Regions from separate parts of the Mus musculus genome. Here all the other regions are linked to region 2. Evidence: chromatin contacts called from public targeted proximity ligation data. All regions are on one chromosome and are shown on one strand. The core of a region is the stretch at or near the end of the contact, and the rest is flanking DNA. Distances in the headings are between cores, read along the strand shown.

Region 1 (3,710 bases), core at 525-3,024, 200 kb after region 2:
TAGTAACAAGGTATTTCCTACCAAATAGTATTTACCCAAGTCAGCCATTTTATCACTTCCTTTGTTCTATATCAGAGATCTATAAACTGTGTCCTGTGGGCCAAATCTCATCTGCTTGAGAATGCCCTGCAATTTAAAATTGTCTTTCATATCATCTTTAAATGATTAAAATAAAAACCTCAAGAAAAATAATGTTTTATAAACATGAAAACGATATGAAATTCAAATGTCTGTGTTCACAAATAAGGTTTTATTGGACGCCAGCCATACTCACTTATTTACATATTGCTAAAGGCTGCTTCTAATTGCAGAGTCGAGCATGTGAAATAAAACAAATGGGCCACGAAATCTGTAATATTTACTCTTCTTCTCTTTTATAGCAAATAGTTTCTACTTCTGGTCTGCCACAGGACACTCCATTATAGCCCCTGTGATCTTGACTATATTGTAGGCGTGACATTGTCTCTTTGTTCTTGACCATGGGATTTCTACCACTATAACTCGCTGTTATGATTTGAATGTGAAATACCCTCAAAAAAGATTGGTAGTCAAAATCTGGGCCCCAAGCTTGTGGTGTTATTTAGGGAGGATCTGAAAACATAATAGGTGAGCCCAGACAGTTAGTCACTGGGCTATCTTGTTCCTGGCCCTTTTCTGTCTCCCTTTTCTGTTTCTGTCTGCCAGAGATGAGCAGTTCTCTTCAGCGACATGCTCCTACTGCCATGATATACTAACTAAGCACCTGGGGCCAAGTGATCAGAGACAGAACCCCTGAAACCATGATCTGTAGTAATTCTTTCTGGTTTTCAGTTTTATCTCGCAAGTGTTTGTCACAGCATAAAGAACAGGAACTAATACATTGCCTTCTTTTAACCTCAGAAGCACATTTGCTTACAGTTATGTTGACGTTATGAATCATTCACAAATATTAGTATATTTGACCATTTCAAAAAATTAAGTAAAAAAAAAAAGGGGGTGCAGAGATGATAAAAATGATGGTTTTTATAAAGAAGAAACTGATTCCAGGTTGCAGGTCTTGGAACCAGGGTTTGTTAAGATATTCTAAACCTCACTTAATATTAGAGTGACTTCAGGTAAGTCGCTTAGGTTTTTGAGTCACAAATTGCTACCTAGTTCTGTCAGCTGTGATCCTTCTCCTTCTTGTTTTCCATATTGATAAAGATTGAACCCGGACTCTTGCCTACAGGACTGCAGAGCTGCAATGGTTTTAGTTCCTAATGCACTCTGTGTTAATCTATTATGTGGATGGCTTAAGTCCCCAGAAGGAGCTGAGGCTAGATGGCGAGTGACGGCGATAATCCCTATCTGTGTGCGAATTCATCATTGGTGCTGAGAAATAGACCTGTTTAATAAGGAAGCAGGAAATGTCTTGAAATGTCCAACCTTTAGACTCTAAGTAGTCAAGAAATCAGGAAAGTTCTTCAAAAATAATGTCTTACAAAGAGAGAGGAAGTGATAAAGAGAAGAAAAGGGGGAAGGGCAAATACGCAGAGAGAGGTTGCGGTGGGGGGGGGGGGGAGGGAGAAGAACCACATGTGCATCTGATGAGTCACCAATGGTCTCTGGTTAGTGGCTTTCAAGAAACTGTATGCCAAGCCCTTCAAGGTTTCTTCCATTCCTCTCTATGTAATTATTTTAGTTAAAATACAGTAATGTTTTTGAAAGTGGAGCTGACTCTTTCACTGACCTGCTTGGTCTACCCCTTCCCCCTAGCTCTGCCTTCCCCCAACTCCCAGCCTCTAGCTCGCCACTAAATCCCATAGCATATTGTGAGATTGCATATTTCAGTCACCTGTACTGAGTAATGAGTGTCTGGAAGGTTTGCACAAGGTTATTAAAAGTTTCTTAATCTGCCACCAACTTCTCTTTTAATATTGTTTGTGGATTTCCTGAAGCACAGGAATAAATTCCCTTGACCCTCTTCCTCATTAACTTGGAAAGTATGGCAGAAAATCAAAAGTATGAGGCTGTTAGGGTATTTGGTGCCTTTTAATAACCTATTGACTATAGCATGGAGGAGATAAGGCTATCACCACTGTTGATCAAAAAGACCAAAGGAAGCAACTCTTGCTACAGACACCTCATTATGCAAATAGTGCCTTTAAAGCCATGGCCTTTCAATTCATTGTCATCATAGTATCAGTTAATTAGGGACATTTTAATAAAAAAAAATAAGATAGAGAAAATGACAGCTTTAAAATGTTTTCCTAAGGAGGACTCTGTGCTGGTCCTTTTTAAGGGGGTGTTAAAGACTCAAGGTAATGAAATTCTCCCTTCTCTAACTCTTTCCTGTGAAGAAAAGAGAAAAAAACAAAAACAAAAACAAAAACAAAAACAAAAAAAAAACCAAAACCAAACCCAACCCAACCCAAACCAAACCAAACCAAACCAAACCAAACCAAACCAAACCAAACCAAAACAACAACAACAACAACAACAACAACAACAACAACAAAACCATTAGACCAGAGCAGGGCTGGTCTTTGCACCCTAACCTGTGTTAATCTGTGAATAGCTGAATGGGTATTTGAGTCCATTTTCCTCATTTGGAAGTTGAAAATAACACTACAAATAAAAATCACATCTAGAGCAGGGCGTGGTGGTGCACGCCTTTAATCCCAGCATTTGGGAGGCAGAGGCAGGTGGATTTCTGAGTTCGAGGCCAGCCTGGTCTACAAAGTAAGTTCCAGGACAGCCAGGACTATACAGAGAAACCCTGTCTCAAAAAAAAAAAAAAAAAAAAAAAAAAAATCACATCTATTTATTTTCCTTTAAAACCTACATTAAACAAGACAGGGCTTTAACCACCACTTTATGTGTAAGGGAAAAATCAGAGTTTATCTATTGTACCCAATGATACATGACCATACAGTGCTAGATTTTAGACAGATTCTCCCAGATTTGTAACCCAGACCCAGGCAAGGACATAGTGAAGACACTCAAGATGTCCTGTACATATGGAGAATGCCAACCTGTTGACCCATTTCAGAAGCACCCTCACCAGGATTTGGCCTGACATGTGAAAAGAGAGGGTGGTTTCAAAATAATGTCCTAAACATCCTTCTTTGAGGGCGTGAGGGAACGAGAGCCTTTGTGTTCCTTTAAATGTGCGAGTAATAAAGAATAAACAGAACAAGCCCTTGTGGTTTGTTTAGTTTTGAAATCATTCCAGTACAATTTGCAATAAAAACGGCTTTCATTTTTAAGTGATCAAAGCAGTGCACGATCCAGTCAGGTCAGCCACTGCACCAAGCTGGAGCCGTACAAACACGCAAGAGTGGCCCAGCACACCCGAGATGCTCCAAAGATCCCACGGCAGTTAAAAAAAATAAACACGTACAGAGACCATGGGCTGGAAGATGACTACCAGGCAAGCAAGCAGAATCTAAAAGTCTGCTGTCATTTACGGCTCTAGTTTTGATTATAATTAGGAAGAACAGTTTGAAATGTATTGCTTTCTCTCCCCTTCTCTCCTCTGGAATCTGCTCCCCCCCCCCCCCGCCCCGCCCTCCCCTAGAGGGCAGTTTGCTGCTGAGGAACCTAATTTTCTTTTAGTCATGGAGGCCTATTGTGGCCCTCTGAGGAAAGTCCTGCATATTCACAAAGCTTTCTGGCTTCTCTTGAGTCCATTTAGGTGTCAGCAGGGCAACTGGACTCAGCCAAAAGGTTAAACAGACCACCAAGAGCTC
Region 2 (3,665 bases), core at 700-3,199:
CTGACACCTGTTATTTCTAGTGGTGGGAAGGACAGTGACATCTGAAAGGAAGGAGCAGCATTTTGAAAGACCCAGCAATGTATAAAGTTGGTAATAGTTTCTCCTAAGTGCTTTGGACACTTGCCTCTGCCATAGCTGCAGAGCAGCAGAAGTAGGGCTAGCTACTAACATACCTCATTGGACACATCAACTACCAAGTTGTCATCACTCTTCTCACCATCACTGTCCTGCAAAGAGGAGGAGAGGCATCACTTCCATCCCCAGGGGGAAAGGAAGCACCATCAATTTCAGCTACATTTATGTGCCCACATGAGGTCCTTATGTTTGATGAAAACTGTACCCAACAGAGTCAAACACTTTATGCAAAATACCCCTTTCTTTATTCTTCATGTTCATGTTATTTATGAGCTAGGTAATGACTCCATTTTCCATTTTTGAAGTACAATGGCCTGCTTGCTACTCTAGAACCCAGAATACAAACTTTCACGCCCACCTAAACATCCTACAAGTGATGGGGTGTGGTTTGGACTGGCAGCTTTTAAAAAAATCTGAATAAGTCACTGTGTGTTAAACTGCAAAGGAAAAATCCAAAGTCTGAGCTTCTTGCGAAGCCTGCAGTCCTGCAGGGAACCAGCTGGCAGGGAGCAGAACAACAAACACTGCCTCCACACTTCCTACCCAGCGTGCTCCCTTCTCTTCTGACCTGCTCAGACCACAGAGGAAATCACGATTCAATTCACATGGAGGACATCAATGCACATACATCGTCCACAACATTTAGTCCTTTCCTCAGTACTCTAGCCCATCCAAACATCTTGGGATTTAACATTTCTACATCTCTAACCACTTACATTTCTATCTAATCTAACAGAAATAATAACTTAGTATATCCAGGTCTTAGATAACTTGCTACAGAAAGCACTGTGGTCTTGCATATATATAAACATAAACATAGTCTTCAGATAATTGATGGCAATAGCTTTGATACACAGATAAAAACACAGTAATTCTTTTTTTTTTTTAAATCGTATAAAGGATACTGTTATCGTGTGTTCTAAAATTGTCTGATAATGGTTAAAATTACCAACTGATAAAAACCACGACAAACCAGCCTTCCCAAAGCAATGGTGGATGGATGGACTTACATAGCGAGCTGCAATTTCTTTTTCTTCTGTTTTCTGCTTTTTGCTCTCTGAGGAATAGTCTGTAGAGTTCCTATGTTTCTCAGAACCCCGGAAACTGGCTGATGGGGATACGGAAGAGCTCTGGAATTAGAAATAGAAGCGGGATTGAAAAAGATCATTCACTTCAGAGAGCAATTAGATAGATCTTTTGTTCTGCAGTACATGCCCAGGAAGCTAAGAGGAGACAAAGAGGAGAGGAGAGGAGAGGTATAGAGGGAAAGAAGCGGAGAAAGACAACGCGAAGAAGAACAGTAGGATGAGTACAACCCAGAGGGCAGATCAAGTCTCACGCACACCAAGCATGTTACCTGTTCAAGGCTTTCAGGGAGTTGGAGAATGGAGGAGACACAAGAGAAAGCACAGAGGGAAAGACAGGATGGTTCTCTTTATTTATTTTGTTTCAAAAAGGTTACTGGCTGACAGAAAGTATATATTTGAAATGCCACAGAAAAATTGAATATGGTTAAGCTTAAAGGGTAATCAATAATTTTTCAATTAAAAACTAAAATAAAAAGAAAACTAACCATTAAAGATTTGAACAACCAAACATGGTGGCCATGTGATATATAGATTGTATGATCATATTTACAGAATATTTTGCTCAGCCTATATCTACAGTCCAGAACATTCAGAATTTAAACAAAAATAAAATCCTTGCAAACACCGAGTATATTTCTGCATATTCTTTATAAGCTGACTCATTCTGGAAACCACAACTCACTGTGACCAGAACAGAGGAAGAGGGTTCATGCCTCAGATTTCATGTTTGTTCTTTCAGCACACACTTAATACTGGTGACAAGGTTAGAAGCCTGGTGGTTCCTGGTCACAAAAGTCAGCATATGTGTGAGAGCTTAAACCTATGGTTGGAAATGTGAAAACTGAAACTACCCCTGATAACCTGTCAGTGCCTGGGGAGATTTTCAGTGGGTAGCGCATGAGGGTCTCAGTGCTGATCTCTAAAACCCCACTTTTGAATCTGGAAGGAGCATGTGCCTATAATCCCAGCCCTTCCACAGGGAGATAGACGGTCGAGACCAGAGAATCCCAGAAGTCTATAAGCCAGCTAGCTTGGTGTACACAGCCATGGACAAGAAGAGACCTTGTTTCAAAAAAGGTGAAAGGCAGGAAGAACCAATACCTCAAGTTGTTCACTAAGCTCCATGCAAACCCTACCCGACCCACCCCCGCCCCCGCCACACACACACACACACACACACACACACACACACACACACACAAAACCAACCACATAACCAACAATAAAAGCCCAACCAATCTATCCTGACCAAAGGGAAAGTTTAAGTAAACACGCGGTTTGAAAGGAAGCGAGCGGGTCCAGACTTGAACAACTCTATTGAGGGGATAAAGGTGTGCAGAGTAGGCGTTTCCCTTAGAAGGGCACTGAGACAGTTTTCCAAGGGGAATATCAATGCAGCTTAGTTAAGAGTCAGCTCATTTTGAAAAGCAGTAAAAAGAATACCTGGAACTAAAGTATCAAGGAAAAAGTTCTAGGAAGAAAAAAGAATTATGATAAAAACATCCTTTGGCCTGAAATCAGAAAAGCAATCCAGAAAACTATTCAGCAAAGCTCTCCTCATTTAGAACTTGTCTCACAGACAAACAATTCATTTGATCCTTTTTCCTTGTCTTAGTCTGGTGGTGATTAACATTTACAGATCCAGAACCTTTGTCAGTGCCTTTAAACTACTATAGGCCATGTGACAGCCAGAACTTCTGCTTCTATAGGTTCCATTTACTTTGGATGAGTCACAGTGTAATGCCTAAATGCCTAAACTTCTAAAGGATGCTGTTAGGGGTTGTGTTATGAACTACTGAGGAAGAGGCTGCCAATCCTAAACCCATCCTTAGTCTAGCCACCCTTGCTGGGGTTTAGATGAATGCTCTGTAAACTCTATGTACTAGTTTCTACTCATACATTCAGTAAGACATATTGTATAAAATTCTCAAAGAACAAAACTCATATTAGATATATTGAAGAAGGTCACTGAATGAACTCCACAGGAAGTCATGTGTGTAAAATGGGCTGGGCACCTTGGAGGGTAAAAGTTCCACACTTTCTTCATCTTATTCCTTTGCCAACAAGATGCATTTTCCTACAAATGAAGTCAGTGATGAAAAAGTTGGTGTGTGTGTGTGTGTGTGTGTGTGTGTGTGTGTGCGACTGTCTGTGTATGGCATCCATGTGTGTGTTTAACCCTGGTCCTTCTGACACTCTACTTCCAGTCATTTCCATTTTTTTCAAAAGTTTAGGAAAAGACAACTTCTAAATAATATTGAACATATTCTCAAATATTAATACCTGTTTAACCTTGGTGCCTATTTATTAGCATATGTGTAAAATCAAATAGCTTTTGTTGTCTTTGTATAGACAGCTCTTCCTTCCTTCGTGTGTTTGTGTGTGTGCATACTTGTCCACATGTATGCATGGGAGAGTACAGGTATATAGGCACATGGCATG
Region 3 (3,684 bases), core at 740-3,239, 230 kb after region 2:
TTCAGCTCTTCATTTAATTACAGAGTTAGCTTAGAGATGAAGAAGAAAGTAAAACATTCTCAGACCGGGTTCTAGGAGGGAAGGTCTTTCATCTTCAGCCACAGTCTTCCTTTCCATTTTAGTTTTGGCCAAGAAAGAACATTCCTCATACTTTAGTGGATTAATAATCTACCTGAAGATAGGCGGAGCTTTGCCTGTGTATAATTCCACACCGAAGGAAACAACTCTGCATTCTCTAGAGACACATTTTTGGCACTGGTAGATCAATGCTTCTCAAACTATATTTTTTTTATAGTTTGTTTATACTCATGTAGATACAATGACAATTTATTAATTTGTGGATTGATAAAATTTTATATTAGTTCAAAATATGGCATTATTGGGGCTGGATTTTGAAAGATTCCAACCTCTCTTCACACACTATGTAAATAATCCTAGTAGTACCCAACAATAAGTAAATAATATGTGTTTTAACAATATTGTTCTGCCGGGCAGTGGTGGCACACGTCTTTAATCCCAGCACTTGGGAGGCAGAGGCAGGCGGACTTCTGAGTTCGAGGCCAGCCTGGTCTACAAAGTGAGTTCCAGGACAGTCAGGGCTGTACAGAGAAACCCTGTCTCGAAAAACCAAAAACCAAACCAAACCAAACCAAACCAAACCAAACCAAACCCCAATATTGTTCTTTGATTTTAGTATTTCTGTTGTAGATGACTTATTAGTCACAGTTTGCGTCTGGTTCCCTGCATCAGCCAGACTATCTGGCCCTGGGTTATAAGTACTTATGTATGTGTCAACTTAGGCTGAAACTTTTGAAAGCTGATACACAGTTTTCTGCCTTTCTTGTGTCCTGGTAATCCCATGAGCTGAGCTGGTAGAAGCCTTAGGTGGAAGGAGCATTGTTTGCTGAGTCACTGGTGGGGAAGAGCTGCTCTGAGGATGACTCTACATCTAAAAAGAAGGCATGGAGAGCTCGACATTTGTTTATCATAGCACAATCTAGGCATGCTAGCAAATATAGTCTGCTTGTATGGTAATAAACGGATCTGTAATCTGTAACACTAAGTAGCCACCTAAATGGTGGTAATTTGGACCTAATATGTATGAATATTAATTCTTTTAAACAAGAAAATTAGGGTATTTCACACACTTCCTTCAATATAAGGCACTCATTCATTAATTTTTAATGAGAAACATTCATTATTATGAATTCTCTGACAAGACTTTGATTTTTTTCTTTTGGTAAATGATGACCATAATTAAGCTCCTCATAATGAATACAGCAATTTTTAAACAATACAATTTATAAGATGCTTCTCCTCCCGGAGGTTTACTTTTGTTAAGAAAAAGAAATAGAGAATCTGGGACTACATTTCCACATCTGGGTTTATAGTTATGGCTTCATTTACCTTGGCTTTCCACTTATTCATCCGTTCCTTTGATACAAACCCTTTCTGCTCAACACAGGGTTAGTTGGCTTTAAAAAGAAAATTTAACATAGAGCATAGGATACAGGGACACTAGTAATAGAACTTTTTTTCCCTTAAAGGCTTCCTGTTGTTGCCATCTTTGGCTTCAGTTCCTTTGGTAGCTCAAAACTGTATCATTCACTTTTACAGCACACAAATGAATTCATACATATAAACCAGCAATTAATTGAGATAGTCAATCTATTTTTCAGGAGCATTTGATATCAGGGAAAACGGACAAAATTAGACCTATGACACAGCTATATGCTCCACTAGGAGGGTCTCGATGGGTTGTCAGTGGCCCCAGATAGAAGTAGATAGAGGTTACAACAATCCTGTCTGTGGAAGTTTTTTCAGTATCGTGACAAAGTACATGGCAGGGTGAAAGACTTGCATTAGTTTATGCCTTCAAAGTCTTCAGCCTCAGACCTTGCCTCCTTTGATTCTGATCTGTGGTACAACACACGTCAAGAACACATGACAGCGACTAGCTACCTCATGCTACCTTTGCTTCTGCTTTTCATTCATCCACCCTCCCCATCAACCCACATCCTTGCTGCACCCAGGGACGAGGTAGAACATCCAAAGCGTACCCCGTGACTCGCTTCCTGCACTGACTCCGCCTCTCAAAAGTCTTAGAACTGCATAGGATAGTATCATTAGGTGGGAGCCAAACATTCAACACGTGAGCCTATGATAGGCATATCTTATTCAAACCACGGCATTTGCCTACACAAAAATCACTTCTCTGTAGTCTATTTTCAGGTTGTTATGCATCATCTGTAGTGCACAGACAAATAGAAAAAGACAGACCTCAAAGTAAAGAGGCCAATACTGGATTCTCCTGATATCAGCCCACTGTCCTCTTTGGTTCTCTTAAGACAACAGGCCAGATGTCAAATTGCACACTGAGTCTCAGGACAAAAGTCTTCTACAACTCACTGTTTCATTAGGAAATCTTTGGTTCTCTGCACAAACTTCGGCCAGTTGAGTCCTTTCAGTGTTCTGCAATTTAAGATCACTGTCCTTCTTCATCCCATCCTAACCCAAACACTTTTAAAATATTATTCTTATTTTTACATATATGAATGTTTTGCCTGGATGAATGGTTATGCATGACATGAGGGCGTGGTGCCTACAGAGGCCAGAAGAGGAGCACAACTGGTCCCCTGGAACTGGAGTTACTGATCATTATAAGCCTCGTTGTCAGTGCTGGGAATCAAACCCAGGTCCCATGGAAGACCAGCCAGCTTATTCAGTCACCTCGCCAGGGCCCCTGACTTGAAATCTTAAGGGTTTGAGCAGGCTGCATTTCAAGGCATTTCTTTGGAACTTGCGCTCATTCATTCTTCAGCATAATCTATTGTTTATCTCATGGACGAACTATTTCAGAAGTCTCCCACTTTATCTCTCAAACCCCAGCCAGTGCCTTTCCTTTTGGTGTGCTGTCTTTTTGGATAGATGATGTGGAAGGCAATTTCTTTTCTGCGTTGTTCTTGTGGGCATCCTGCAGTAGAATTTGGTGAGATTGCATCAAATTCTTTTGGTGAATATAGTAAAAATTTTTTAACTGAAAAATTTTGTAAGACTATTATTTTATTTGTTTGTTTATTTATTTGTTTGTTTATTTGAGACAAGGTCTCACTGTAGCTACAGCTGTCCTGGAATTCATCATGTAGACCAGGTTGGTTTTGAACTCCTAGAGCTCTTCCTGCTTCTGCCTCCAAAGTTCTGGATTAAAGATGTACACCATCATGCCTAGTTAAGATTGTGATTTTTATAATCTATGTTCAGTGTTATTTATACAAGAAAAAAATAAGGCCCTGATCTCTCCTGTAAAATAAATTGACCATGAATATATTTTGAGTAGAATTATTTTTTCTTTGAATTGACTGCTTAGTTAAAAACAACCAAATTAATTCATAAAGCAGAGTACTCACATTTTATAAAAATATTTTTGAGTTTACCAATGGATGTAAGAAAAGGAATATAAATAGGATGCTGGGAATTAGGAATCAGAGAACATTTTATATCCAATTCACTTGTGCCATGTTCTTTCCCCATTGTTGAGGCTGCCTTCTGCCAGGAAGATGCAAGAACATTGATAAAGAATGGTGTACTTACAGAGTGCAGTCTTAAGTCACCATTAAACAAGCTGAAGTTGTTTGTTGTTTAATACAGAACCCATATTTCTTTTTTAAAAGAAAGGAAAACACT

Evidence for each region.
Region 1: a targeted proximity ligation map of CD8 T cells shows a contact between it and region 2, with 6 read pairs. A contact is called at or near these places in 2 of 484 Hi-C or Micro-C datasets (the G1E-ER4 cell line and bone marrow-derived macrophages), 1 of 130 datasets of targeted methods (CD8 T cells) and 1 of 9 other capture datasets (embryonic stem cells).
Region 3: a targeted proximity ligation map of memory CD8 T cells shows a contact between it and region 2, with 180 read pairs. A contact is called at or near these places in 12 of 484 Hi-C or Micro-C datasets (the AML12 cell line, B cells, the G1E-ER4 cell line and 6 more) and 4 of 130 datasets of targeted methods (bone marrow-derived dendritic cells, effector CD8 T cells, embryonic stem cells and 1 more).

Annotation. Positions count from the first base shown.
Region 1 is chr19:14,667,182-14,670,891 of GRCm38.p6, forward strand. No RefSeq gene overlaps it. Among named protein-coding and RNA genes, the nearest start is that of Tle4, 71 kb to the left of the region's middle.
Region 2 is chr19:14,467,007-14,470,671 of GRCm38.p6, forward strand. Tle4 (transducin-like enhancer of split 4) reads right to left here. Exons shown (of 20, transcript NM_011600.3): 9 at 1,146-1,265; 10 at 174-227. Among named protein-coding and RNA genes, the nearest start is that of Gm8630, 33 kb to the left of the region's middle.
Region 3 is chr19:14,693,557-14,697,240 of GRCm38.p6, forward strand. No RefSeq gene overlaps it. Among named protein-coding and RNA genes, the nearest start is that of Tle4, 97 kb to the left of the region's middle.